2 separate regions of the Mus musculus genome follow, and region 1 is linked to region 2. Evidence: chromatin contacts called from public HiChIP or PLAC-seq data. All regions are on one chromosome and are shown on one strand. The core of a region is the stretch at or near the end of the contact, and the rest is flanking DNA. Distances in the headings are between cores, read along the strand shown.

What was found. HiChIP or PLAC-seq counts read pairs in DNA pulled down with a chosen protein or histone mark.
Region 1: a contact with region 2 is called in an H3K4me3 HiChIP or PLAC-seq map of the SCID.adh cell line, with 10 read pairs. The contact joins the promoter of Sesn3 here to the enhancer-like site in region 2. A contact is called at or near these places in 14 of 39 promoter capture datasets (the 3T3-L1 cell line, the C10 cell line, the HPC-7 cell line and 9 more), 1 of 484 Hi-C or Micro-C datasets (bone marrow-derived macrophages), 12 of 115 datasets of contacts at active chromatin or transcription factors (CD8 T cells, the SCID.adh cell line, bone marrow-derived macrophages and 9 more) and 2 of 9 other capture datasets (adipose tissue and macrophages).

What each region holds. Positions count from the first base shown.
Region 1 is chr9:14,273,376-14,279,441 of GRCm38.p6, forward strand. Sesn3 (sestrin 3) reads left to right here and starts at 2,926. Exons shown (of 10, transcript NM_030261.4): 1 at 2,926-3,254. The coding sequence starts at 3,177.
Region 2 is chr9:13,929,188-13,934,961 of GRCm38.p6, forward strand. No RefSeq gene overlaps it. Among named protein-coding and RNA genes, the nearest start is that of Fam76b, 100 kb to the left of the region's middle. Within about 2 kb of position 2,939, at least 14 of the 459 cell types and tissues checked have an H3K27ac peak or open chromatin away from gene starts, as enhancers often do. A contact at or near this core is called in the SCID.adh cell line, where this site is marked.

The DNA.
Region 1 (6,066 bases), core at 1,676-4,175, 340 kb after region 2:
AAGTTATAAAAATATTAGAAAACTATTTGAAATAAAACACTATTTGAGGGAACTTCAATCTTTGGACTAAATTCACTTCATCCTTCAGCTTCTCCATTGTTTTAATATGGATTCACAGAAAGTCAGCTTTAGAACACAAACCCACTGGGCATGGCAGTGTGACACTTTAATCCTAGTACTTGGGAGACAGAGGTAGTTGAATCTTTGTAAGAGTGAGGCCAGCCATAGTGAATTCCAGGACAGCAAGAGCTACTTAGTAAGACCCCATCTCAGAGAGAGAGGGGGGTGGGTGGGAGGAGGGAGAGGCCCAGCCAAGAATATAGATTAAGAAACTCAGCAAAGAAAGGACCCGATATAGCTGTCTCTTATGCCGGGGCCTAGCAAACACAGAAGTGGATGCTCACAGTCAGCTATTGGTTGGATCACAAGGACCCCAATGGAGGAGCTAGAGAAAGTATCCAAGGAGCTAAAGAGATCTGCAACCCTATAGGTGGAACAACAATATGAACTAACCAGTACCCCCTGGAGCTCGTGTCTCTAGCTGCATATGTATCAGAAGATGGCCTAGTCGGCCATCAGTGGAAAGAGAGGCCCATTGGTCTTGCAAATTTATATGCCTCAGTACAGGGGAACGCCAGGGCCAAGAAGTGTGTGTGTGTGGAGGTGGGGGTGGGGGGGAGGGTATGGGGGACTTTTGGGGTAGCATTGGGAATGTAAATGAAGAAAATGCCTAATTAAAATAATAATAATAAAAAAAAGAAACTCCGGAAAAATGGGAACACATATGTGTTTCAATTTTCAGGAAAACAAACAAACAAACAAAAAAAACCCAAACCAACCCAACAAAAATGTCTTGCTGACTTTCTGCCTAGGTTTCTTGGTTCTCTGCAATGAAAGGCACACAGTATTTTCTTCCTTCATTGAGTTTTCTTAGTTTTACCGTTTCTTTTCTTTTCTTTTCTTTTTCTTTTTTTTTTTTTTTTTTTTTTTTGGACAGGGTTTCTCTGTATAGCCCTGTCTGTCCTGGAACTCACTTTGTAGACCAGGCTGGCCTTGAACTCACAAATCCGCCTGCCTCTGCCTCCCGAGTGCTGGGATTAAAGGCGTGCGCCACCATGCCAAGCAACTTTTACCATTTCTTTTAACTGAATTTTTAGCAACCTACCCAAATCACTGCTGTTCTAGACTATGGAGGTCTACCCAGCATCAGACCACACTTTGCTATCACTAGCTAAATGGACCTTCACCTAACCATATCACCTAGATAGACCCTTGAGGTTGTTCAGTCTGTTTAAACCTGTGCGGGCAGATTTTCATCTCCTTTGTTCTTTGTGTAGGCTTGTTTAAGGTGTAGGTCTCTAAAGAGATGGAGTGGAGACAGATGTTGAGTATGGAAGAGATTGGTAGTTTGAACAACAGTTTGGTCTAATGGCTTTGTTATGCTAACCGTGCAGGCTTCTCCAACAGCGCCTTCCCGATTTTACATCATAGTACACAAAATTCCTAACACAGGGTAGTATGTTAAATTAAAAACAATACAAGAAAAACAATACAAGTAAACCAGTGGGTCGGTTCTTTAAAACCATCTCCACAGATACATTCTACAAATTGCAGGCCTTCACAATTCCTGACACACTCGAGACCTTTAGAAAACGAGAAGCCGAGAATACAGATTAGGTTCTCAAGAGCGAAAACAGGTGATGTCATAGCACGCAGTGCGGTGTGGTCACCGCCAAGGCCGGCTGGGGAACTGCAGTTCTTGGGAGCTTGGTGCTCTGCGCCAGTAGCAGAAGCACCCTATCATGGGCTCCACGACACCGGTGAGCACCCTGAGCCAATCAGGTGCTCGCTTTGCACCGCCTTTGTTCTCACTGGGGAGCAGGCAGCCAGAGTCTGGTCTGCAGTCCGGGGTTGGTGTTTGGCCCCTCGGAGTACCTGGCTCTCTCACTCGCCTGGGTTGGGCATCTGGCCAGCCGGAGCTTTCCTCAGTGACTTATGCCTTCTGTCTCCAGAACATAGAAGCTAAACCCTGACTCACCGTTGTCAGTTTTGAGAGAGGAAGGTCCAGTCCAATCGTTTTAAATGGCAATTCGTACTCAAAACCTTCCATCACAGGCAGGGATTGTGCTCTGCAAGTTTCTAACCAGAGGCCTCCCACAGGATTTGTGTGTGTGTGTGTGTGTGTGTGTGTGTGTGTGTGTGTGTGTGTGTATCAATCTCTGACTTGTTCATGATAAACGAACTTTCTTTGCTGTGAGAACGATCGTCGGAGAGAGGGAAAAACCCCTAAACCAAAGATGTGTCTCCGGGTCTCCAACTCCAATAGCTGTGTAGACTTCTAACTCTACAGCCGTAGGTAGTTGGTCTTTCGTACCAGATTTACAGAGTGCATAAAGAACATAAAGTTCTTTGAGATCTGTGGGAGCAAAGTGCTGCAAGACCGCAGTCTTCCTCACAGCTATTAGATTTAGATCCATGGAGAGAAAGCTGAATCTCTGCCCCGGAGGAAGGAACGTTCTAGCGTCCACCCGGCCCACTCCCGAGAGATCAGGAAATGTTTAGCTAGGTCTCAGATCCTCTAGCGAGCTCTAGCTTCCAGCTATTTAATCTCACTCTCCATTCTGCACGGTTTTTGCAGAGAGGCGTGGCTTGTCCTGAGGGTGGCGCTAGAGTTCCTGATAATTTGCATACACCACACCTCCATTTCTCATTGGTAGATTGGAGTCCCTCCCACCCCACTACCTAACTAACCCAGGGTCACTCTTCAGCATCGAGCCTCGGAGATAAACTTAACTTGCCCGGAGATTCGTGTTGCTCTCGCCTCCCGCGATTGGCCGGAGCCACTCATTGGATGCGGGTGCAGAAGGGGGCGTTGCCGGTGCCGTCTGGTTGGCGGGAGGGGGCGGTGCCCAGCGCGGCTGCCCTGAAGGCGGCGGGCCTCGGGGGCGGGGCCGCACTGAGAAGCTGAGACGGCCGCGGCTGCTCGTCCTGGCTGGCGGGGCGGGGGTCTGGCGATGGGGGCGGGAGGAACAACGGGTCGCTGAGTGCCGCGGCTGCCGTCCCCGCCGAGCTCGCGCGGGCAGCCGCTGCGCCGTCGCTGCCGCCCGACCCCCTGAGAAGAGAACGTTGAAGCAGCCCTTCGCTAGCGGCCGCGGTGACAGCCCGGCTCCGGCGCGATGAACCGCGGTGGCAGCAGCGCGTCGGCCTCGGCCAACTACCTGCTCTGCACCAACTGCCGGAAAGTGCTGCGGAAGGTACGGCGCGGCCGCGTCCGGCGGCGAGGCGCTCCCCACGGTCCGGGTCCGGGCGGCGCTTGCGGGGGAGGGGGGACGAGAGGCAAAGTGTCCCCCCGCGGGTCCCTGCGCCCGGCCCCTGGGCTGCCGCCGGGTCTGCCCCGAGGCTGAAGGGATGCTGGGATGCTGGGAGGAACCGGCTCGGCTGGGGATGGAGGCTGGCCTGAAATCACAGCAACCAGTTTGGTCTGCAGGAGACTGGCTGCCTCTCCCCGGTGGCTGACTCTGGGGGGGTGTTTTCTTCGACTGGGTCGCTTCTGCCAGGCCTACGGTGCCTTGGCACCGCCTCTTGACATTCTCTTGGTGGGTCCCGAAAGGCACCATGAAGGCATCTTGAACTTTATACCCATAGGAAATGCTGTTCGATCTTCCAGCGCTTTCAGCTTGGGTTGGTGGAGGTGGAGGCTGAAGACGACTTGGGTTCGCCCTCCTTATCATCCCCCACCGCGATGTCGATCGAGAAAATCCGACCCAGGATTGGCTTATTGCTTTCCAGAGTGACTGATAGAAAGTTTACTCCAGTATTGTTTAGCTTACTTGGCTTAATCGCCCCGTGGGGGATGGGGATGCAGGGAGAGAAAGGATGACAAAATGTCCCTGTAGACGCAGAAGAGGTTTTAATAAGATCTGAATAGCCTCCTTGACTAATATAATCTGTTTCTTTTTTACACTCTTATTTTTACATTGCATGAAATGAAATCATTAGGTGAGGTGTTTCTGTTTGTCCAGCACCAATGAATTAAAATTGCTGAGCTGTGCATATTTGAGAGCTAAGATGAATATGGTGCCGTTTTTGTCAATTTTCCTATCTACAGTCAATTTAGGATTGCTCTTTATGTCCTAGGAAAAACAAGCAAGCACATAAATAAGCAAGCTCAAATATTTGCGCTCTTTGTCCAAAAACTGTTTTTCTTCCTCTGTGGGTCAGGCCAAGTGCCAATCAAAGTTGTTTTTCAAGCCTCTTTTCCCTGCCGTGGAGCTGGTTCTTCCCCCTCCTTTCTCCTATTTTATTTGAGAGCGTCAGGAAAGCAAAGGAATTGCAGGTTTGAAGTTAATCAAACAATTAAATACGCCTTAAATTGTGTTTATTGGATATGTTTCTCTTAAAAAAGATTTTTATTAAATGTGCATGTTGAGTATGTGCAGTTATTTTTTTCCCCATAAACTCCTGGATCAAATTACAGTTGATACTTGCTCAGCTCATTGTAGGGCAGCTTGTGAGAAATGGAATGGATCAGAAGCTTGCTTGGTTCAGCGACGTTGAATGTTAACTCTTTCACTGCTGGACCACATGGCATCTGAATAGAGGCTTTAAAACTTATTGTTTCTTAATTTTTAAGCTGAAACTGTCTTTGTCAGAAGAAACAGGGCCAGTGAAACCTATTTAATTCAACTTTCTCCCTGCTAAAATGAAAGGAAGTTTTTATCCTAATGTGGAGAACAGTGCTATAACTAATTTATTTAAGTGATATGATTCTATTTCAATGGAAGCACATTGATTTTGTTTGTTTGTTTGTTTGTTTGTTTTTTTGAGACAGGGTTTCTCTGAATAGCCCTGGCTGTCCTGGAACTCACTTTGTAGACCAGGATGGCCTCAAACTCAGAAACCCGCCTGCCTCTGCCTCCCAAGTGCTGGGATTAAAGGCGTGCACCACCACCGACCGGCCACATTAAAATTTTTAATAAAAAATTTAAAATGAATGGCATTTGTTTGGCTTGAGATAGAGACTCAGCTTTGCACCTTTTTATTTTTCTTTTGAAAGAGCTTTGATTAGTGTCATGAATCACTAGCACTACTGACATATTTATGTTTTTCTTCCAGTTTTTTAAGAAACTAATATCTCTGTTTACCTAGGTAGACCATCTTACTTCCAACCATAACTATAAGAAGTATGTGCAAAGTGGGCATTCACAGTTTTCTATTCTATAATTGTGCACACCTCTGCCAGTATCCAGTTTTCAGTAACTACAAGATGTTTAATTTTGACTCATGTAGTGGCATGAAATGAGTTTAGATGAGAAAAGAATTGTTTATGCCAGTTTAGACATGATCTGGCAACATTTGAAGCTTTATGAGATTGCCATTCTTAAACACTCTAGTAAGAAATCAGTATCTAGCATTAAAGGCTTCATCATCCTAAAAATGCCACACAAAAATTTACTTGTAACTCTAACGTTTTTATTTTTTGATAGAAAGTTAAGTCTACAGCCATCACGGCTCAATTCTTTGTTTTCTTGCTTCCGTATACTAGTGTGCAGCAGTAAGCAAGCACATTGGTTTTAGTGGGGTGAGGATCGCTGGGAAGCATGATGAGTGTCTCCTGCATCCACATCAATGACCCTTGGCTATCAGAACTGTCATCAATAAGGAGCAAATGCCTTTACCTTTATATAAGGCAGAAGGCCTTTTCCTGGCTGTGAGCAGTATATGCACTAGATGATGGCTTCTGGAGAAACCTTAAAAGGAACTCAGTTAACCTTCAAAGGAAATAATTTGTTTTAACTCTGAGTCTGAACAGTCAATTTTGTGTTGTGTGAGAGTCTTGTTTATCCTTAGAAGTATCTTCACAGTTTTGGTCCAGTGTCTTAGAAAATAAAGAGAATTGTTAAAGTATTGAAACTATCTGAGTTGGTATCTGATTTGGGTCATAGAAGTACAAAGAAGAGAAAGCAAGAGCATCCAATCTATAGCACTAGGTCTGTCTGCTCTGTCACCACTATACAGTTTAATGCACTTTCTAACAAGAGGAAATACTGTTTACTTTTGAGAACA
Region 2 (5,774 bases), core at 1,689-4,188:
GGCATAGAACTGTCATAGGAACAAGGGTCTCTCCTCCCATTGATGACCAACTAGGCCATCCTCTGCTACATATGCAGCTGGAGCCATGAGTCCCACCATGTGTTTTCTTTAGTTGGTAGTTTAGTGCCAGGGAGCTCTGGGGATACTGGTTAGTTCATATTGTTTTTTCTTCTATGGAGCTGCAAACCCCTTCAGCTCCTTGGGTCCTTTTTCTAACTCCTTCATTGGGGACCCTGTGCTCTGTCCAATGGATGGCTGTGAGCATCCACTTCTATATTTGCCAGGCACTGGCAAAGCCTCTCAGGAGAGAGCTATATCAGGCTCCTGTCAGTCTTCATTTCTTTATATAGATCAGGTTTCTATCTAGCATCACCTCTTGCCTGAAGGATTTTTTCTTTAACAAATTTATAAGGCAAATCTTGGGTGGTATGATGAGCTCAGCCTTTGGGTGTCTGGAAACGTGTTTATTTGAATGATGTTTTTACTGGATAAGTTAAAGCTCGTTGGTTTGTTTCTTTTGGAACTGTGAATACCTTCCACCATTTTTTCACTTCCATTGCCTCAGGCAATGAGTCTGCTGTCACTCTTGTGTTTTCTTCTGTGCACAGCACACAGGATGTCCCTTGTTTGGCATTTTTTAAAGTTTTGTGTGTATCCTTCAGCTGTTTGCCAATAATATGCCTAGATTTTATTTTCTTCAGATTTCTTGGGCAAAGCATTTATTGGGTTTCTTGAATTTAGAATTATATTGAATTTGGAGTTATATTTTCATTATATTTTGAGTGTTTCTTGTTATTATTCCTTGACTATGTATCTCTTTTGGGTGTGAGAATTACCTAAGTTGGGCCATCATAAGCTCACCCACAGCTCTTGGGTCCACATTGTATCTTCTATCTGATGATCATTTCATGTGAGTTTTAATGGTCTGCACTGAAGTTGACCATTCTCTACTTCTGTAACATTTCTTCTTGCATTCTGGTCCAATGTGGTTTCCATCTCAGAACATCGTTCTTCTTACATTGGAGCTTTGTAATAGCTTTGCCTCAAGTTAAATATCCATCAACCTAGATAGTTTAAATGTCCTTCTCTGGGTCATTTTGACTTGATTCTGGCTGACTTTTTTCCCCACCATGGGCCATACTTTTACATGTTTCTGTATGTCTGATGACCTTCAGTTGAATTCCAGACATTATGAATGTACTGTGAAGAATTCACTTTGATCCATGGCCACTATATTTTTAGTCTCTCTATGTGGCTCAAAATTCTGAATTCAAATGATATTCCTACCTCAGCCTCCCAGTGTTGAACTATAGGCATGCACTATCTACCCAACATAAAGCTAGTCTAAACTTAAATTAGAGCCATGATGTGGAGCTCAGTATTCATGAAATTCTGGATTTAAGCCCAAGTCCAATAAAGCAAAACATATCAAACAAAGACAAAACACTGTGTGTGTGAAAGTGAGCACCCATACCCATTCAGCTTCTTCAAATTCAAGTTCAATGCATTCTTTGCTGTATGCATCAATCAATCAGCATATAAACTTGTGTGAGTTACCATAACATTCTGTCTTTTTACCTCCACTCTTTAAACATGCTGTTTCCAATGAATGAAGTGAAGCCTTTCACATTTATTTGTTAACTTCCTACCCTTTATTTGTTAGTTCAAATATTGCCTCCTTGGCACGCGCTCTTGAGTCTCAGAACTAGTTTTAATCCCTTTTGCTAGGTTCTGAGAATTCCTTTCTTCTCATGAAACTTAATTTCTTGGATTACTTATTGCAAAGCTTGACCTCTTAAGTGTAAGAACATGGTTATATACATGGGTAGGAACATTAGTCATATATACACAAATGTATACATATACACACATGTGTACATTTATACATATGTATATGTATATATACACGTGCATATATATATATATATATATACATATATACATACACATACACACACACACACACACACACACACATTGGTGTCACTCATAGTAGAGAACCCATAAAAGCACTGACTTAAATTTCTTTTCAATTTATCCAGCTGATTATACATCAAGGACATATTCTTCATCATTTACTTCAAGGGACCGCAGTGAGAAGGGAAGGTACAGAGGTGTGTGAGGGAGAGTGCACAAGATTTTGACACCAGACAAACATGGGTTTAAACAGTGGCCTCTTCATATATTAGCTGAGTGACCTGGAAAAGTAGTTTGCTTTGAGTCTCAAGGTGTCAGTGATGTTGTTAACAGGAGACAACAATGGCTTCTCTCTGGAGCTGCTGTGACAAGTGCATGAGGTGAGGAGATAAAGCTCTTAATGCAGTGCTTGAATTAGGTGCTGCCTGGCCTCTGCTCATCTGCTTGCTGCTCCACTCTTGACTTCCTTAGTCATCTTCTCCTGAATGAATTGTTAACACTGATAAGTACATCTGAAACATGGAAAAAACAGCTCCCTTCTCTAAGTTGACAGCAAAACCATGGACAAACCTAGATATAATGTAAGATCAGAGGGTTCTGACTCAAAAGCATTCACTGTGGTGAAGAGATTGACATTCAGAGAAGTTCGTTATCCAGAACCCCAGAGAAAGCAGTGAAGATCTTGGGGACAAACACTCCTAAATATGTTAGGGTTACTGAAGTTGTACAATGTCAGACTCATGTTGAAGTCTAAAAGGTGGCACTCATGTGACAACAACTGACAAAGAAGGTGCAGGTCTTGGGTCCCACACTGTCATCTTCTACGTGTCTCAAACACAGGACTGCCAGTGTCAAAGTGTCAGGACGATTCTGTTCTTCACACGGCTCCTGTTTAGAGCCATCCACTAGTTGCCACTAGCAGTCTGTGTGTAAAACTCATATGAGGGGCAAGCTGTGGCATAGCCACAGAGGCAGGGTCCATATGCTGTACTGTTGGGGAAGGTGGCTGGTGGTTAGGAAGGGAATCGTGAAGTCTAGTGTCAGGTGGTCCTGACATGACTCGAGCCATTGACATCTTATGAGTGTATGCATTGTTCTTTTTAGTTGATCTCTGGGACAAGTGCCAGAAAAATAAATGAGAACCAGAGCCCAACTTAAACATTGCCTTGTCATTATGTCAGAGACAAAAGCATGAAGATAAAAATCTCAAAGCCAAATAGATCTAGGACGAAGGGGAAACAGTGGCAGCTGGAAGCATAGCTTGGAGCTAAGAAGTGTAACAAACGAGGCTGGCCATCTGCTTGGAAGGAGACGGAGCCTCAGAAAGCCACTGCACTGGGGCTGCTGACGGGTCTTATGATCTCTGCCCAGGCTGGGAGGACCTGCTCTCTCTGGAGTCCAGTCTCCTCCATTAAATGGGGAATGTCATACTCTTGCCTTTTTACAAGAACATTACAGATCAGTTCTCTAACAGTGCTCCACATTCTGCCTGTGGTTAGCAGCTACCTTAGCTTCCATGATTTCCTAAGACCCTCAGGGAGGCACTGCTTTTATACCTTAGCAGAAAACACATGGCACAATGTGGTCAGTTCACAATGCTCTACATTTTTCGTAGATAATTCTAAAATATTACATAGCTATTCGGGGCCTCAGTTTATTCAAACTGAATTAGAGGTGAGGATAAAAATAATGTTCCGTTCACAGAATACTTAACATAGTGTTAAGACATTGTTAAATACTTATTAGTATTGTCAAATACATTTTTACTTTAATTAAACCTTTATTAGTGTGTGTTTGTGTGTGTGTTTAGAGCTCATATAGTGGCATGCTTGTGGAAGTCAGAGGGCAGATTTGTGGAGTTGGGTTTTTTCTTTTACCTTTATGTGGGTTCCAGGGATTGAACTCAGGTCATCCTGCTTGCATGCAAGCATCTTTATCAGCTGAGCCATCTTGCCATCCCAAACTCATTTTAAACAGGTAAATGTATATACAGATACATACATGTCAAAGGCTTGTTTAGACTATCAATGAAGAAAGCAAGAAGAATGGTACCGGAGGTACTGGAAGAAGGAAGTCTGTGTAGTTAATGGAAGAAAAATGCAGATTTTTAAATAACTATGAGACACTTTGTTGCCATCTGCCTGCTGGCCTGGAGTTTGGAAGAAGTATACCCCACAGTCCAAGTTCTCCTTCCTTTATAGTGACTTTCCTGCCAGTTAATTTCTGCACAGGTTTTCTTATGAGCTGTTATATTTTATCAGCGATTTAAAATAATAAAAATAAACTGGGTTCCTGTCAGTAAGTCCTGTGTGATTCAGGGATGCTGAAGTGAAATTAAGTTGTGTACAAAACTGTCAGTGTCCCACGGAGCCAGTGAAATGGTGTCCCAAGGTTATCTTTTTAATGGGGCGTTTATTACACTTATCTCTTGGGGGCCATGGTAGCCTTCCAGCTTATCAGTCTCCAAGTTCATGCTTAGCTTTGCACGAAGCCCACGTCCTAATTAATAATAAAACTTTAGTGAAAAGAAACCACAGTGTTAGGGTATGGAGGGCTCAAGTGAACTTGTCACGTGTTTTCACTTTAACCCTTTCATTTTCTTTTATTCCTTGTCCTTGGTCTTCACATGGACTCAAACCCGTTCCATTCTACAGCCCCTTCCTTTAGGAGTGCTGATGGCAGAAGCCCCTCTTTTTCTCTCTTCTGTGACTCCTCTCTTCAGCAGGCACTTCAAGGTCTCATCCCACCTGCTGTTTCTTTGCTGTTGCCACCAGCCTCTGTTTCTCAGAGCCTTCCTTCTATCTCTTTCAAGTATTCTTAGTCCTTTGTTAGAGGGGAGCAAAAAGAGCCAAGAAGCTGAAGGTAAATCAGTGGACACTGCTTAAGAGGCATACTTTTATTCTTTAATCCCTGATACCTTTTAGTCACAGTTGATAATTTAAATGCAGAAATAATATTAGTCTTGACATCTGTAAAGCTCACAATACCAACACATACTTGAAAAATAGTTTTGCAGAACATGTGTCATTAATACACATTCTTGCATATTTGTCTCCTGTCTTTGTGTCCTTCTGCGTGCTTTTTGTACAATTGTATTCTCTAATCTGTGGGCTAAGAAAGTTGATAAAAGCTGAGAAACTAAGCCTGTTGGGACCTGTGCTCTTCGAGGATGGGTAAGACAAGCAGCTGAGGGTTGAGTTACCTAGCTCAGCACACAGGGCTGCCTTTCACAAGCAGACAATCGACATGTTTGTTTCCTAATTCACTTGAAGCACAACAGAAGTCATTAACAAAGAGCATCCTAGAAAACAAAGACCCCTGTGCTCTATGAATGCAGAGAGGCCACATGGTGCTGAGATCTGAAAGTACCTGAGATCTGAGTTCAAATCTGTGAGGAAAGTAAGCAACCTGAGAGAGCCATTCATGTTCTCCTGGGCTTTAGTTTCTTCCTCCATAGAATGAACACATTAATGAAGGTGCTGGGCATCATTTTGAGGGTCAGTAACACACTCTGTGATAAGGGACAGATTATCAAGTGTGCTGTGGTGGCATCTACTGAAATCCCAGTACTCAGACAGAGACAGAGGATAAGAAGTTCAAGGCCATCTTGGGTTACTTAGCAAGACCATATTTCAGAAACAGGAAATCATAAGAATAAAAAATCCAGGTACTCTGAATATTCAGGAGTGAAGTCACATAATTCTCATTTGTCTATTGGAAGTGAGAAGCCATGATTTTAAGCACAGCCGTGACTTGGCTGCTTTTCTTACATCCGGCTGCAGTATACTGCTTCATTTATTTTACTCTGTGATCATTTAAATGAAATATGTATATAATTAAAAGATGAGCTAACTGGC